Regions from separate parts of the Sus scrofa genome. Here all the other regions are linked to region 1. The links are chromatin contacts, called in public HiChIP or PLAC-seq and promoter capture Hi-C maps. All regions are on one chromosome and are shown on one strand. Each heading gives the region's core, a stretch centred on a gene start, on an enhancer-like site or on the middle of the called end of the contact. The rest is flanking DNA. Distances are from core to core; before and after follow the strand shown. Region 1 holds the start of TBP (TATA-box-binding protein). Region 2 holds the start of C1H6orf120 (UPF0669 protein C6orf120 homolog). Region 3 holds the start of TCTE3 (tctex1 domain-containing protein 3).

The links. Promoter capture Hi-C pulls out the DNA fragments that hold promoters and counts their contacts. HiChIP or PLAC-seq counts read pairs in DNA pulled down with a chosen protein or histone mark.
Region 2: an H3K27ac HiChIP or PLAC-seq map of alveolar macrophages shows a contact between it and region 1. The contact joins the promoter of C1H6orf120 here to the promoter of TBP in region 1. A contact is called at or near these places in 1 of 5 promoter capture datasets (fetal skeletal muscle), 1 of 47 Hi-C or Micro-C datasets (liver) and 2 of 2 datasets of contacts at active chromatin or transcription factors (alveolar macrophages and skeletal muscle).
Region 3: a contact with region 1 is called in a promoter capture Hi-C map of liver, with 9 times the contacts expected there. The contact joins the promoter of TCTE3 here to the promoter of TBP in region 1. A contact is called at or near these places in 3 of 5 promoter capture datasets (fetal liver, fetal skeletal muscle and liver), 1 of 47 Hi-C or Micro-C datasets (liver) and 2 of 2 datasets of contacts at active chromatin or transcription factors (alveolar macrophages and skeletal muscle).

The regions. Positions count from the first base shown.
Region 1 is chr1:21,902-26,342 of Sscrofa11.1, forward strand. It overlaps TBP (TATA-box-binding protein), which reads right to left and starts at 1,774. Exons shown (of 5, transcript XM_021085495.1): 1 at 1,551-1,774. It overlaps PSMB1 (proteasome subunit beta 1), which reads left to right and starts at 1,926. Exons shown (of 6, transcript NM_001244353.1): 1 at 1,926-2,064. The coding sequence starts at 1,952.
Region 2 is chr1:575,944-580,384 of Sscrofa11.1, forward strand. C1H6orf120 (UPF0669 protein C6orf120 homolog) reads right to left here and starts at 2,498. Exons shown (of 2, transcript XM_003480211.4): 1 at 2,432-2,498; 2 at 1-2,195. The coding sequence starts at 2,154. The coding sequence ends at 1,600. WDR27 (WD repeat-containing protein 27) reads left to right here and starts at 2,548. Exons shown (of 19, transcript XR_002342137.1): 1 at 2,548-2,645. PHF10 (PHD finger protein 10) reads left to right here. Exons shown (of 11, transcript XM_021085654.1): 11 at 578-838. The coding sequence ends at 663.
Region 3 is chr1:538,741-543,181 of Sscrofa11.1, forward strand. TCTE3 (tctex1 domain-containing protein 3) reads left to right here and starts at 2,270. Exons shown (of 4, transcript XM_021085664.1): 1 at 2,270-2,395. The coding sequence starts at 2,288. It overlaps ERMARD (endoplasmic reticulum membrane-associated RNA degradation protein), which reads right to left and starts at 2,208. Exons shown (of 18, transcript XM_021085596.1): 1 at 2,119-2,208.

The DNA of each region.
Region 1 (4,441 bases), core at 524-3,023:
TGCGGCAGCACGAGCGGGAGGAACGGCCTCCGCGCGGCCTCCCCATACACTCCGCGCCTCTTCCCGCTATGGACCCGGGGCCTCGATGCAGTAGTCGCTTCTGCAGGAATCCTCAGGGAAGAGAAAAGCTAAAAGGGCTGTTACCTGGAGTCACTGCACAGACTACTACCGGCAGGCGAAAAAGAAGTTAACCTGCAGGAAGCCCAGGCGCCCGCCACGGCGACCCTTCCCGACCCTACAGAACTCCTGGCGCGCGTTGACAACGTCACTTCCGCCAGTTCACCTCTCAGCTTCCGCGAGTTGCCCACGCTAGAGCGGCGGCCATGGGAAGTGTGGGCATTGCGTCACTTCCTATGTTTCCCTGGTACTCGGCTGAAGGGAAACATGGGGTGGGGCGGAGTCCTTCGCGCTTCCGGCGAGGCCACCCCGCCAGGGCCTTTTCTGATTGGTAATCTAAGCAAGATATTGATATTTAAATGCTGACCGTTCAAACTGACTAGCGGAGTGACGTTTAGCAAGTTATCAGGTCTCTCTGCCTCAGTTTCTTCGTTGTAGGTTGGAGTAATAATAGCACTAGTCTTCGAAGGACATTGTGAGATAGATTAAGGAAATGTATGAACTGTGCCTGGCACACGTTAAGCATGTTAGCTATTCTCAAACATGTAGAATGATAAGAAAAACAAAAACAGACAGCCTGGTTTACAGACTCGATTATATTTTAATTCTTCTGCTACCGTCTAATGCAGTCTTTTCACAGTAGTTGGGCCCCAGAGTCCCTCTCCTGTGGATCATTTAGGCATGATCACATTTTGTAATGCTTGTTAATTTGCTTCCTTTGTATTTCATATAACCAGTGAGGTTGTGAGCTCCTTAATGATAGGAAATGCTGTATAGATATTTTTGTATCCAGGATGGTGCCTGAATAAATACTTCTCTCTCCATAACTATCAAAGAAAATCTTTTGCTTTACCCTTTGTTTAAAGTTTTAATTTAAAAACTTAGGTTTCAAAAATCTTTTCTGCTTCCAGAATTGTGTATATCAGGTAATCAATCGATATTAGCCAATTGCTTGCTTGCCTTTTTTAAATAACATTTTTAAGCTGTAAAATATAATAAGACGTACATAAACACATATAGAGATTAAAAGATAGTATTAAATCAAATAAAGAAACCCAGTATTGCCAGCACCAGAACCCTCACCTATACCCAGCCAAACAGGCCCTTCCTTCTCACTGTGTACTCCTAAGGTATATAGTAGGCACTCTTTTGCTCAACGTTTTAAGACTCATCCATGTTGATGTGCCTTCCCTCTAGCTGGCAGTCTGTTATTTTTTTTTTTACGCTGTGTCACATCCCTTTGATGGCTATGGAGAGAAATATTGTATTTATTCAGGTATTGTCCTGGATACAAAACTATCTACAAAACATTCGCGAAAAAAACATCAGTTGTTTTATTCATTCTGCAGTATGTGGACATTTGGATCGTTGCCAGTTCTGGGTCATTAAGAACAAGACTTATCCTTACACATCTTTCTGGCTAGGGTACGTACCTCGGCGTAGAACTGCTGGGTCATAAGGTGTGCTTATTTTCAACCATGTCAAGGTATGCCAATCTCTTTTCGAGCTATGGCTGTACCAACTTACATTCCCATAGAGTCTTCGAGTTTCCACTGTTCCATAGTTTTGCCAATTTCTTTGTAAGGTCAGATTTTAAAATTTTTATCCATGATTTCGAATGTTTAGTTAGGAGAGACAACCCTCCCCTCTCCGTCAGCTCTCTCGGAAGAGCAGGCTCAGGCTGAGAAGCGGAAGGGGACGGCTCTGGCTTCCAGGAGCGACGACCGACCGGCGGGAGATAGAGCGGCCGGAGGCAGCGCCACGGAAGCCGGAAGTGGCCCGACTTCCGGTCGGCCGCCATCTCGCCGTGAGACAGCAGGAGCTGAGCGGCGCGATGTTGTCTTCGGTAGCAGCGTACTCTGTCCCCGGCAGAGACTTGGCCATGGATCCTCATAGCGCCGCGGGTCCTTCGCAGCTGCGCTTTTCGCCCTACGCTTTCAATGGAGGGTAAAGCCCAGGGAGCCGACACTTTCTCTTTCGCCCCCCTCGCCCCCATGTCGCTAAGCCCGTTGGCGCGGCTGCCAAATCTTGCCCCGCCACCTCCTCTCCGTGTTTGCTCAATTCGTCTTGTTCTTCACAGCTTCCCTTTACAGGCTGGAAACTGGGTCTTGAATGTGGACAGCCAGGTGTTTGTAGTCTGCTCTTTGCGGAAGTGAGACAGTAGATAGGAATTGAGATCTGGCCCTCTGTTCTGCAAGAGCTTTAAAAATGGATCTTATCTCTCCTTACTGTCTGAGCATGTATCTCGCGCTAGGAGATGAGGGGCGGATTGAGCATCTGAGATTGAAGAGTTATGGTTGATTAACAGTGTCCTTAGGTTTAGTTGTGTCTGTAGCTAAAAGGGCTGATCAAACAACATCATTTTCTGTTATTTTAAATGACAGAAACTGGCCAGACCTAGTTTTATTGGTCAGTGCTTGTTTTTAAGGGTTTGCATAAATTCGGGGGGGGGGAGTCCTTTAAAGGTATATTCTTGCATATTGCATTCAAGTTGTCTTTCTTTTTTTAATTACCAGATTTTCTTAAATAATACTTTTCCTTGATAGTACACTAAAAGAAGTAGGTTGTGGAAAGACACTATTTAGGATTCCTAAGAGTAAAGAGCTGTATATTTAAGTAGTGTTTATAGTTTACCCATCAAACTTTGTATATTAAAACATACACACCCAATTCAAACAAACAGATGGTCTTTTAAGATAACCAGGTTAACAGTTCCTTATGGATTTGAAATTTTAATGCAGATTGTTGGGGTATGTTGCAAAGAAAGTGGAAGGCTGTGATTTTAGCATTGTTTCTGTCATGGAAGGGCAGTGTAGTCCTTGGGTACCTCTCAACTTTTTTTTTTTTTTTAAGGGCCACACCCACAGCATATGGAAGTTCCCAGGCTAGGGGTCGAATTGATTATTAACTTACCTTTAATAATGTAGACATAACTCAGTCTGTGCTCTTTTTCTTTAGTGTTTATTGCTGCTGGCTCTTGGGCAGCCTTTGCTTCTACAATATAAGACTTAGTGCTATGTCTTTTTCTATTCTGACTAAATGTGGTTAAATGCCAAGTGATTAGGCTCCACATTTGTCACTGAGTACTCTCACATGTCTCATTAAGAGAGGATATTCCCAAATTGGTTCTTTCAATTTTACCTTTTATCAGCCCCTCCATTCTGGCTTGTTTTTGGTTGGTTGGTTGGTTGGAGGTTTTTTCTGGCCACTGCAGTGCCAGATTTGAGTGTATCTTCAACCTCCTCTGCAGCTTGCAGCAACGCCAGATCCTTAACTCACTGAGCAGGCCAGGGATCCAGGGATCGAACCCACATCCTCCTGTATACTTGTTGAGTTCTTAACCCACTGAGCCACAATGGGAACTCCCCCTTACAACTTCTTGAACCCAGAGTTCCTTATCTTCCTTAGCTACTCCTAGCTTAAGGGGAGAATCAGAAGAGAAGCATCTCGTAAACTGAAAGCAGTTATCTTCTTCAGTCCTTATGCTGACTGGGTGTTAGATGGTATACGCCTCCGTTTTCAGAATGAACCTGGGCCCTTAGATGTTACATTTCTTTAATATGACGTCACTGATCTGGTGTGAAGTTGAACCCCAGGACTTGAATCCATAGCTCTCTTGCATTGAGTTGATGTATGCTTTTATCATTGCACTTTTATTAAATATTTTCTGTGACAATTGATGAAGAAGTTATAAAATGAGTATTGAACCCATTTCATGAGGCAGTTACAGATTCTGTATAAGACTCATAAGGTATTCAGTACTCATTACACTCTGCTCAGTTTTTAGCATCTGTAATCCTGTTACTGCCCTAAAAGTTAGTTTCTTGTGGTTTTCTGATTATTAACTTACCTTTAACAATGTAGACATAACTCAGTCTGTGCTCTTTTTCTTTAGTGTTTATTGCTGCTGGCTCTTGGGCAGCCTTTGCTTCTACAATATAAGACTTAGTGCTATGTCTTTTTCTATTCTGACTAAATGTGGTTAAATGCCAAGTGATTAGGCTCCACATTTGTCACTGAGTACTCTCACATGTCTCATTAAGAGAGGATATTCCCAAATTGGTTCTTTCAATTTTACCTTTTATCAGCCCCTCCATTCTGGCTTGTTTTTGGTTGGTTGGTTGGTTGGAGGTTTTTTGGTTTGTTTTGTTTGTTTGTTTGTTTGTTTGTTTTTACCAAACCCACAGCATGTGGAAGTTCTGGGGCCCGGGATTGAACCCCAGCCACTGCAGTGACTGACAGCACTGAATCCTTAACCCACTGAGCTACCAGGGAACTCCTTGATTCTGCTTTCTTAAATAAAACATTTCCATCTGGATTTTCT
Region 2 (4,441 bases), core at 1,248-3,747, 550 kb after region 1:
AATGTATGCCTAGAACTAGGTTTCCTGGGAGTCACTGAGATGCAAACAGCTTAGGAACTATTCAGAGTCCTGTAGCAGTTCTGATGGAGGGTGTTGCCCGCTGCATTACAGCACCGTGACCACATTTAAAGTGCTGTGTCAGCATCGTACACCAGGACTTGCCAGGAGGCTGCAGACACACAGCTGCCACTGAGCAGCAGCAGAGGCTTGAAAATAAGCCAAACTCAGGGTCAGGGTTGATGTTAGGGTTTGTATGATCAAACTTTTTAGCGTATGATAGCGTTTAAGTTTCAGAAAGGGTTATAGTAAGTTTTTAAAGGCCCCTGTCATTCCTTCCTTCCTCCCATGGCCCCCCGCCCCTACCCCGTGCACTTCCCGGGGCCTGAAGACATGGATTATCTCAGAGGGAGTTGACATTTTTCTCCTTAAATTAACGAGCTCATTAGTGCCTGTCCCACCACACGTCCCCTGAGGATTACTGTCAGCAGCCAAGGCTAAAGGAAGGAGCTAAATGGGTTTAAAAGTTAGTCCTAAAAAGTGAAATTCATTCTGTATTAACTAACAATTTTCTTCCTAGGTCGCTGGATTTGTGACTGTTGTCAGCGAGCCCCCCCAACACCCAGGAAAGTGGGCAGAAGGGGGAAAAACAGCAAAGAGGGGTAGTTTTTTGACCCCAGTTCTGTAACACGCATTTAAATGAAATACCTGGTGCCAGTTTATTTACAACATTCTCATTTTTATGCCAATAAAAGATTTTTCTTTGAAATTAACTGTGTGCTTAAAATCTGCAAGTTGATTTATTTCTACAAACTAATTCCTGAAACCAGTTTCAGGTAGAGAGAGAGATGGTTCCATCTTCCAAAAAGTCTTTCTTTCTTTCTACTTTGGCTCCCTCCATAAATTCAGTCTTGGTATTAGGCAGCTTAATTTGAAATACTTAACTATTTGTTCATTAGCCTCAAAGTTGCTATTCATTTCATGAAATTTTCCTAATCTATATCCTTTCTGGTCCACCATGGATAGCACAGCAAAGTTAATTAATAACGGAAGAATTTTAATAGGAACCCAAGATGGTAAAACTGCCAAGGAGCTGATGAGATCTGGTGCAGCTGGGTTTAGAACTGTCATTACCTAGCACTGGAACCTGCCTACCAGGAAATGCTGTTAGGCTAGGAGGTGCTGTCCCTATTTGGGGTGCAGGGCGGGACTTTAGTCCCTGCACTTCAGACTTGCTTTTGGTAACTTGCTTTTGGTAACTCTTGGAAGCACTGTGACTTCTTTTAGAATCTCTAACTGGACTAAAAGTCTAAGTCACTGCAGTAATCTAGTAGTCACCTGACAGACTAATCAAAATGGGGTTTAGACAGTTTATTGTGCATATTCCTTTTACAGGAATTTTGACCTTTAAGATAACAAATATGCCTGCTGCTTTTCCTACTTTTGGGGTGACTGAGGTAAAAAAACTATGGCTTTATTTTTCCATCCCTCAACTAGAAAAGGTAACCAGAATTCCAACCAGGTAAAAGTAGCTAAGTTCACAGCGAACTGCAATCAGCTTCACAGATTAAGCATATTGTACTCCAGAGTATGTTCAATCTATCAAAAGAGAATTTCAAGTACCAATTTTAAAATACTAATCAGTATCGTCCAAAGAACAGATTCGTCTTCTTGAGATGCGTCTTCTGGAGAATAAGCGTGCTTACGACTCACATCTGTACCATCTGAAAAAGCAGTCTCGCCAAACGGATGCTGTTCGATCGTTGCATCATAATACACTTTCATTTCAAACTCGCTCTCGTGGTGGGACGGGTGTCCGTAGATCCCTATTCCCACGGGGCGCTGGAAATGCGCTGGAATGAAAACCACGTCCTGGCCACACGTGACAGACTGTAACTCATAGTCGTCAAAGCTCGGATGGAGGGTGGTGTCAGATACGTACAGGTCCGCGTCCCCTTTTAAGCTCTGCATCTTAAGCACTATCTTTCCTTCATGGTTTAACCTCAAATAACTGTAATTCCCAGCTCCTATCTGGCCCTGAACCACGTGCAGGAGGACCCACTCTTCCGGAACTTCGTCCGCGTCGAAGGCACCCACCCAGGAGGCAGCCTGAGATGCTAGAAGCAGCAGAAGGGCGCTCTTCCACGGAGCTGCCATGACGGGCGCCTAGAGCGGTGCCTTCCTCATGAGTCAGTGTCCTGCAGGCAAACGACAGGGGACACGTTCAGCACGTCGGGACGCGTCGGGGTCCCCTGCCCGGAGCCGCAGCCTTCCGGGCCCCGGCGGCCGCCCCGCGCTGCCCTCGCGCCGGCTCGGGGAAGGGGCTCCCCGGGGAGGGGACCCGACGGGGAGGAAGGCGGGCGCGCGGACGAGGGGAGCGGGCGCGGCGCCGGGTGGGTCCGAGCGGGGGGCCGATCCCCGCCCCTGGACTCACCGCCGCTCCCCGCAGGCGCCGCGCCGGAGAAGCCGGAAGTGAGGCACGCCCGGAAGTGAGGCGAGGCCCGGAAATAGAGTAGTGCGGGGCTTCCGGGTTCTCGCGAGAATGGCGTAACCATGGCGACGGGGGCGGGACGCAGCGCCTGAGCGCTCCGGGCTCAGCTAGATTGCGGCCGCCTGGCCGCCTAGCGTCTGCTCCCGAGGGTTCCCAGGTGAGAAACCGGTGCACCCGAGGGGCCGTTAACCCGTCCGGGGACCTGTTAACCTGTACCGTATCTCTTAAGAACATGGTACTTCTTTTTTATTTTTTTTTTCCTCGTCTTTTTGCCATTTCTAGGGCCGCTCCCGCGGCATATGGAGGTTCCCAGGCTAGGGGTCCAATCGGAGCTGCAGCTGCCAGCCTACGCCAGAGCCACAGCAACGCGGGATCCGAGCCGCTGTCTGCAGCCTACACCACAGCTCATGGCAACACCGGATCTTTAACCCGCTGAGCAAGGCCAGGGATCGAACCCGCAACCTCATGGTTCCTAGTCGGATTCGTTAACTCCCAAGAACATGGTACTTCTTGAAATGCTCCTAAAAGGATTCAAAATGGAGTTGTATTTATATGAAGGATTTATTTTGTTAATTTGGAATTAATGGGAACCCGTTGTCCACTGAAAAATATCCTAAGAAAGATTATGCGCATTTTCGTACCACACTTTTGTGTTGGTTACAAGGCTTGTGTTTCGTTGTAGAACTTGCAGTATCACTTTTGTGGAAACCGGTTGGAGTGTAAATTAAAAAAACAGGCAATGGCTCTTGTGCCCCTTTCTGCAGAACCTGAACTCTGCCAAGTAGCTGCAAAATGTGAGTTGGTCAGGCTGTTAATGAGATCGCCGTGTGTGGGGTTAAAGAACTGTGCATGTCGCCCACACGGAATCGTTACCTTTGCTGCCTGTAAAAGAGGCAGGACAGTCTTAGGGCTGATTATTTTGGCGGGTTGATTCGCCTGAGGTTGGGAGCAGCTGCATCCACGCTGGTCACTGGCTTGGGCTGTTGATGGAGGTGTCACTAGTGGGTCTCCTCTCTTCCTCCTGCAAGAAGCGTCTGGTACATGTGATGCCCCTTCTGAACCCTGTCGGTTTTCTTTTTTTTTTTTTTTTTTTTTGTCTTTTTGCTATTTTCTTGGGCCGCTTTCGCGGCATATGGAGGTTCCCAGGCTAGGGGTCGAATCGGAGCTGTAGCCACTGGCCTATGCCAGAGCCGCAGCAACGCAGGATCCGAGCCGCGTCTGCAACCTACACCACAGCTCACGGCAACGCCGGATCGTTAACCCACTGAGCAAGGGCAGGGACCGAACCCGCAACCTCATGGCTCCTAGTCGGATTCGTTAACCACTGCGCCACGATGGGAACTCCCCCTGGCGGTTTTCAAGTGTAACTGCCCACTTCATTTTCCTGTCAAGAAAGGGAGTGCGTGTAGGACATAGGGATACATCTGGATCTGATTTAAATCATCGAAAAGTAAATGGCTTTAAAACTTTTACACAGTCACTGCTGTTTGTAATCAGATTTATGCTTACCTAACAAGTCCTGGCTTAAAAGTACACAATTTGTGTTTCAAGAACTGAAGGTTTATAAAATCAGGATTTTGTCAGCCTGGCCAACGGAAAGAGGGTATCAATTTTTTCTTTTAATTAAAGCAGCTAAACATAAAGAGTAGTAATACTTTTTAAAATATTTAATAATTTAGGAAAGGACTTAAAAACATGAGAATGCCTGAGTAAATCAGTCGCATTCCCAAACCTCTGTTATCAGCCATTTCTCCATTTTGTATTAGCTCTGCCCTCAGGGGAGCTAGAATTAGGACCTGTCTCCTCTTCTGGCTAAAGTGGAGAACTCTCTCTTCTTTTGCTGCAGAGTAAAAGCCGTCGGGTGTACTTTAATTATGGTGCGATTTATTATTTTAATATGGCGCTTAACCCGCTGACTCACAGAATGAGTCGCCTAACGTTTTAACAGAGGTG
Region 3 (4,441 bases), core at 1,020-3,519, 520 kb after region 1:
CACTCGCAGCCCTGGCTGTCAACCAATCCCTGCAGGCCCTGGTGGCTGAGGTACTGCCCACGAAACTTGTGTGGAATATTCCATGATGCTCTGTGACACCTGCTCCGCCAGGTAGGTGGTTCCCGTTAGGAACGCCCACTGCAAGACAGCAGGAGAAGGGGGCTTGCTTATCCACCTTCCCTTCCTCTGAGCCCCGCCCAGCAGCCTGAGTGCCCCTGCTGCAGCAGCTAAATCCAGTCTGCAACCTTCCCAACGCTTGTAGGCCCAGCTTCGTCACCAAGCTCCCACCAGAGACACAACACCACTTGTCCAGAGCCTCCCCCTCAAAACTCTGCTTCTCAGGCTCACCAGGCCCCTCCACAAGGCTGGGCAGCCCAACCTCCTCTTTAGAGACCTGAGTTTCAGCCACACAGGGACCCTCCTCTAAGCCTCGAAGTTTTACAATTCCAATCACCTCCCTTAGCCCCTCAGTCCCACCAGGAGTGGACTGCTTCCCGCAGCTGCCTTCTCCATGACACTCTCCACGATACTTTCAGAGATCACCTTTTATTCTTTCAGGTAACTAGTTAACAATTTTAAACCTAGTTATCTCTTTAGACTCTTAGTGCAAAAACTAGTGTGGTTTGTCTTCTCTAGACTAATACAGAAACTTAACTCTAAAAGGTTATATTCGAATCAAAAGGAGCTCCTTGCTTTTTAAAAAAGCATTCAAGCCCTAAAGGAATGAGCTGGAGTTCTGGAGTGACAGGTGACAGGCAGAAATGATATTTCTGCACAAAAGCCCATTCACTCCACTACTAATGCAGGCCCTGGATATGGCAGCTGAAGTCGTAACAAAGGTCTCTTTTGGTTGCAGACGCCTGAGCAACACAGTTGCTCCTCAGACTCAAACAGGAAGATCCTAGAGCAGGGAGACCAAGTCTCATACAACATGTTCCCCAGAATACAGCACAGACCCTGGTACAGAGTAAATAAAAACAAGAGTTAATGAATGACTGACTCCTCCCACTCTGAGGTGGAAGACATCCTCCAAGACTCCAAGAACTTTAGCTTTGGGGGATGGCTGTACCCTATCCCTACCAACAGACATAGAGTTCTTGGAGCTGGCTTCTAGGTTAACTTTTAAGTCCATACCCTCTCAGACAAGGAAAGGCCCTGCTGCTAGATAAGAAATAAAATCCAACCTTAAATCAACAATTAAAGGTTGCAATGCTGTCACTCGTGACAATTAAATATATCCTGTGTATTATACTAAGAATGTGCCTGTCCGCCTCTGGAAGCCAGAAGCCCTGCATGTTTGTGCGTGCACACACTTCCCAACACACACACAGGGGATCGGACACTTCACGGTCCTGCCCAGAGCAGCACAGAGTAGCGCAAAGGGCCTGTGCTTGAGAGCTAGAATGCTGTGAATTCTTCCTCAGACTCTTTCTACTTCTTGCCTTGAAGAAGTTACTTAACATATCTAGGGCTTTTAACTGTAAAATGGTGCAAAATGTTATCACCTCCTAAGGTTGCAGTACTCAGAGATGATACTCGAAGAGCCCTAGCACCAGTACTCAAAAAGCAGTAGCTATTGCTAAAACTGACGAGAGGCGTTTGACATTTAATTCCCTGAACGAGGAAAGTAAGGGAAACCCTTATTGGGAAGCAAACACAGAATCCGAGCTAGAGCCAGTTAATGAGACCCTAGCAATTTAGTCCTGGGATATCAAAGTGGCCCCAAAATGTCAAACATGATTTCAATTTGCAAGTGTGGACCAGAGGCGAGTACTGCTACACGGTACTTCCCACACTGCGTGGCGCAGCCCCAGAGAAAACCTGCTTTAGGAGCGAAGGCAGTCGGAACAAGCACTAAGCGCAGCCGCGCGCCACCCGCGCGAACAGCTCGAGGCTGTGGCGGCCGCGCAGCTCGGCCTCCACAGCGCGCACAGCAGCGGCCCGGCTCCCCCCGCACGCACTCGCGGCCTTTGGCCTGACCCTGCGCCCGCGGGACGGCGCGGGGTCGGGCGGCGCCAGGGAGCAGGCGCCCACCCACGGCAGGGACGGCGCTGGCCGCACGCCGCACCCCGAGGGGCGCGCTCGCCGCGCTCAGGGGCCTCGGCCCCGCCACCCTACCTCCATGACTTCCGGCTCCCGCCGCGGCGCCGAGGGATGACGCACCGCCGGCTCGCGCCTCCCTGCGGCGCACTTCCGGCCGGGGCGGCGCAGGCGCGAGACTGGCGCTCTCGCGGGAAGCGGCGGAGTCGTTGGGGTGGCCTGACCTCGGTGCGCGCCTGCGGCCGCGATGGAGAAGCGGGGCCGCGGCGGGCGGATGCCCCCGTCTCAGGCGCCTCAGCAGCCGCCGGCGACGCCTCGGAAAGAGAGGCGGCCTAGCATGTTCGAGAAGGAGGCAGTGAGTGCGGAGCGGCGGGACGCCCTGCGGGCCTGCGTGCGGCCCCGCCGAGGCCTTGGTTCTCCCCGGGCTTCCGCAGGCGCTTTTCCAGAAACAGGCTTTTGGTGTGTCTGGTGCTGCCACGCACACCCTGGGGGAGTGTCACCGGCCTGAAATGAGTGCACGTGTGCCGGGCTTCAAGCCGGGTTTTGTATACCCACGCCGAGAATGAGATACTTCGAGGGTTTGGTTTGGTTTTTTCTGAGGGCCACGCCCGCGGCACAGGCGGCTCGCAGTCTAGGGCTCGAGTCGGAGCTGCGGCAGCGGGATCCGTAACCCACCGCGGGGCCAGGGGTGGAACCCGCGGCCTCGAGCTTACACGTTGGGTTTATTTCTGTTAGGATACAAGGGGAACGCCAGGATGTTTTGAGTTTTTGAAAACAGCACTTGTCTCAGTCTTTGAAGAACCTACAAAGGAGAAATTAACTTACTATCTGAAATGAATGGAAAATGTCTCAGTTTTATTGGCGGTATAACACCAGGACTTCTCTATGGTCATGGTGTGAAAACCGTTATTTTAATCGATACAATTTTTTCTTTGCTTTTTAGGGCCGCACCTGCAGCTTACAGAAGTTCCCAGGCGTGGGGTGCAGTCAGCTACAGCTGCCGGCCTACACCACAGCCGAAGCAACTTCGGATCCGAGCCGCATCTGCAGCCTACACCACAGCTCCCGCAGCGCCAGATCCTTAACCCCCTGATTGAACCCACAACCTCAGGGATACTGGTTGGGTTCCTGCTGAGCTACACCAGGAAACCCTGATCCTCCATTTTTTATTGGAACTTTGAGAGAGAGAAGGATTGGTCCAAGGGTGCAAAACTAGTGATAGAGCTGGGACTTCCGGTCCACTCGTCTGTAATGGTTTCTTTTCATTCATGGAACTCGTAGTCAACAGAATAAAGGAGAGAGAGCAAGCAAAACACTAATTTTTGAAGCTCCCAAAACATTTAAAGTAACAGAGTTCCCCACCCCACATCTCCCCCCCCCCAAATCATGGCAACATTTCAGGTTCTGATGAGTTCTTTGGTGTCTGCCTTGTACAGAGGAGAGAAACTAAAGGAGAAGAAAATGAACAAGTTCACAGAACTAAAAAAAGCACAGCGAGGCTAGAAACCTGAATATGTTGGACCTTAAATTTATGCTCCCAGAAGCTATGTTGTATTGCCTCATGATAAGTGAGTGACAGGTCAATCACCTGTAGTGATGAAAGATGCTTGTATTTTGAGGCAAAGTTGCCTTTTATAAACTTAACTCCCTACTCAAGATCTGAAGTCTTGAAAAATGAGGAAGCCTGGATCTAAAAGGAGGGGACATGTAGATACACTTGCTATATAGGCGAGAATCTAGGAAATGGGCCAGGGACTAAGGCTGTACTTGCTTATGTGATAAGGATGTGATCAGTCATAACTGTCTTTAAAATCTGGCTTCTGGAGTTCCCGTCGTGGCGCAGTGGTTAACAAATCCGACTGGGAACCATGAGGTTGCGGGTTCGATCCCTGCCCTTGCTCAGTGGGTTAAGGATCCGGCGTTGCCGTGAGCTGTGGTGTAGGTTGCAGACACGGCTCGGATCCCGCGTTGCTGTGGCTCTGGCGGAGGCCAGTGGCTACAGCTCCGATTGGACCCCTAGCCTGGGAACCTCCATATGCCGCAGGAGCGGCCCAAGAAATAGCAAAAAGACAAAATAAAATAAAATAAAATCTGGCTTCTAGGAGCTCTTGTGCGTTGCAGTGCGTTAAAGGACCCAGTGTTTTCCCTGCAGGGGCTCAGGTCACTGCTGTGGCTTGGGTTCGGTATCTAGCCTGGGAACTTCCATACGCCACAGGGGTGACCAAAAAGCCCAGAACTACTTCCACAGGGAGGAAATTTGAAAAGACCAATAGTTGGGAAGAAACTGAGAAAGGATTTCACAAATATTCACAAAATGTGCCCGAGGATAATGAGTCCCTAATTAGTCATACTTAACTTTCTGGTAGCTGATAAGTCCCATGATACTAAGCACAGGCAGAAC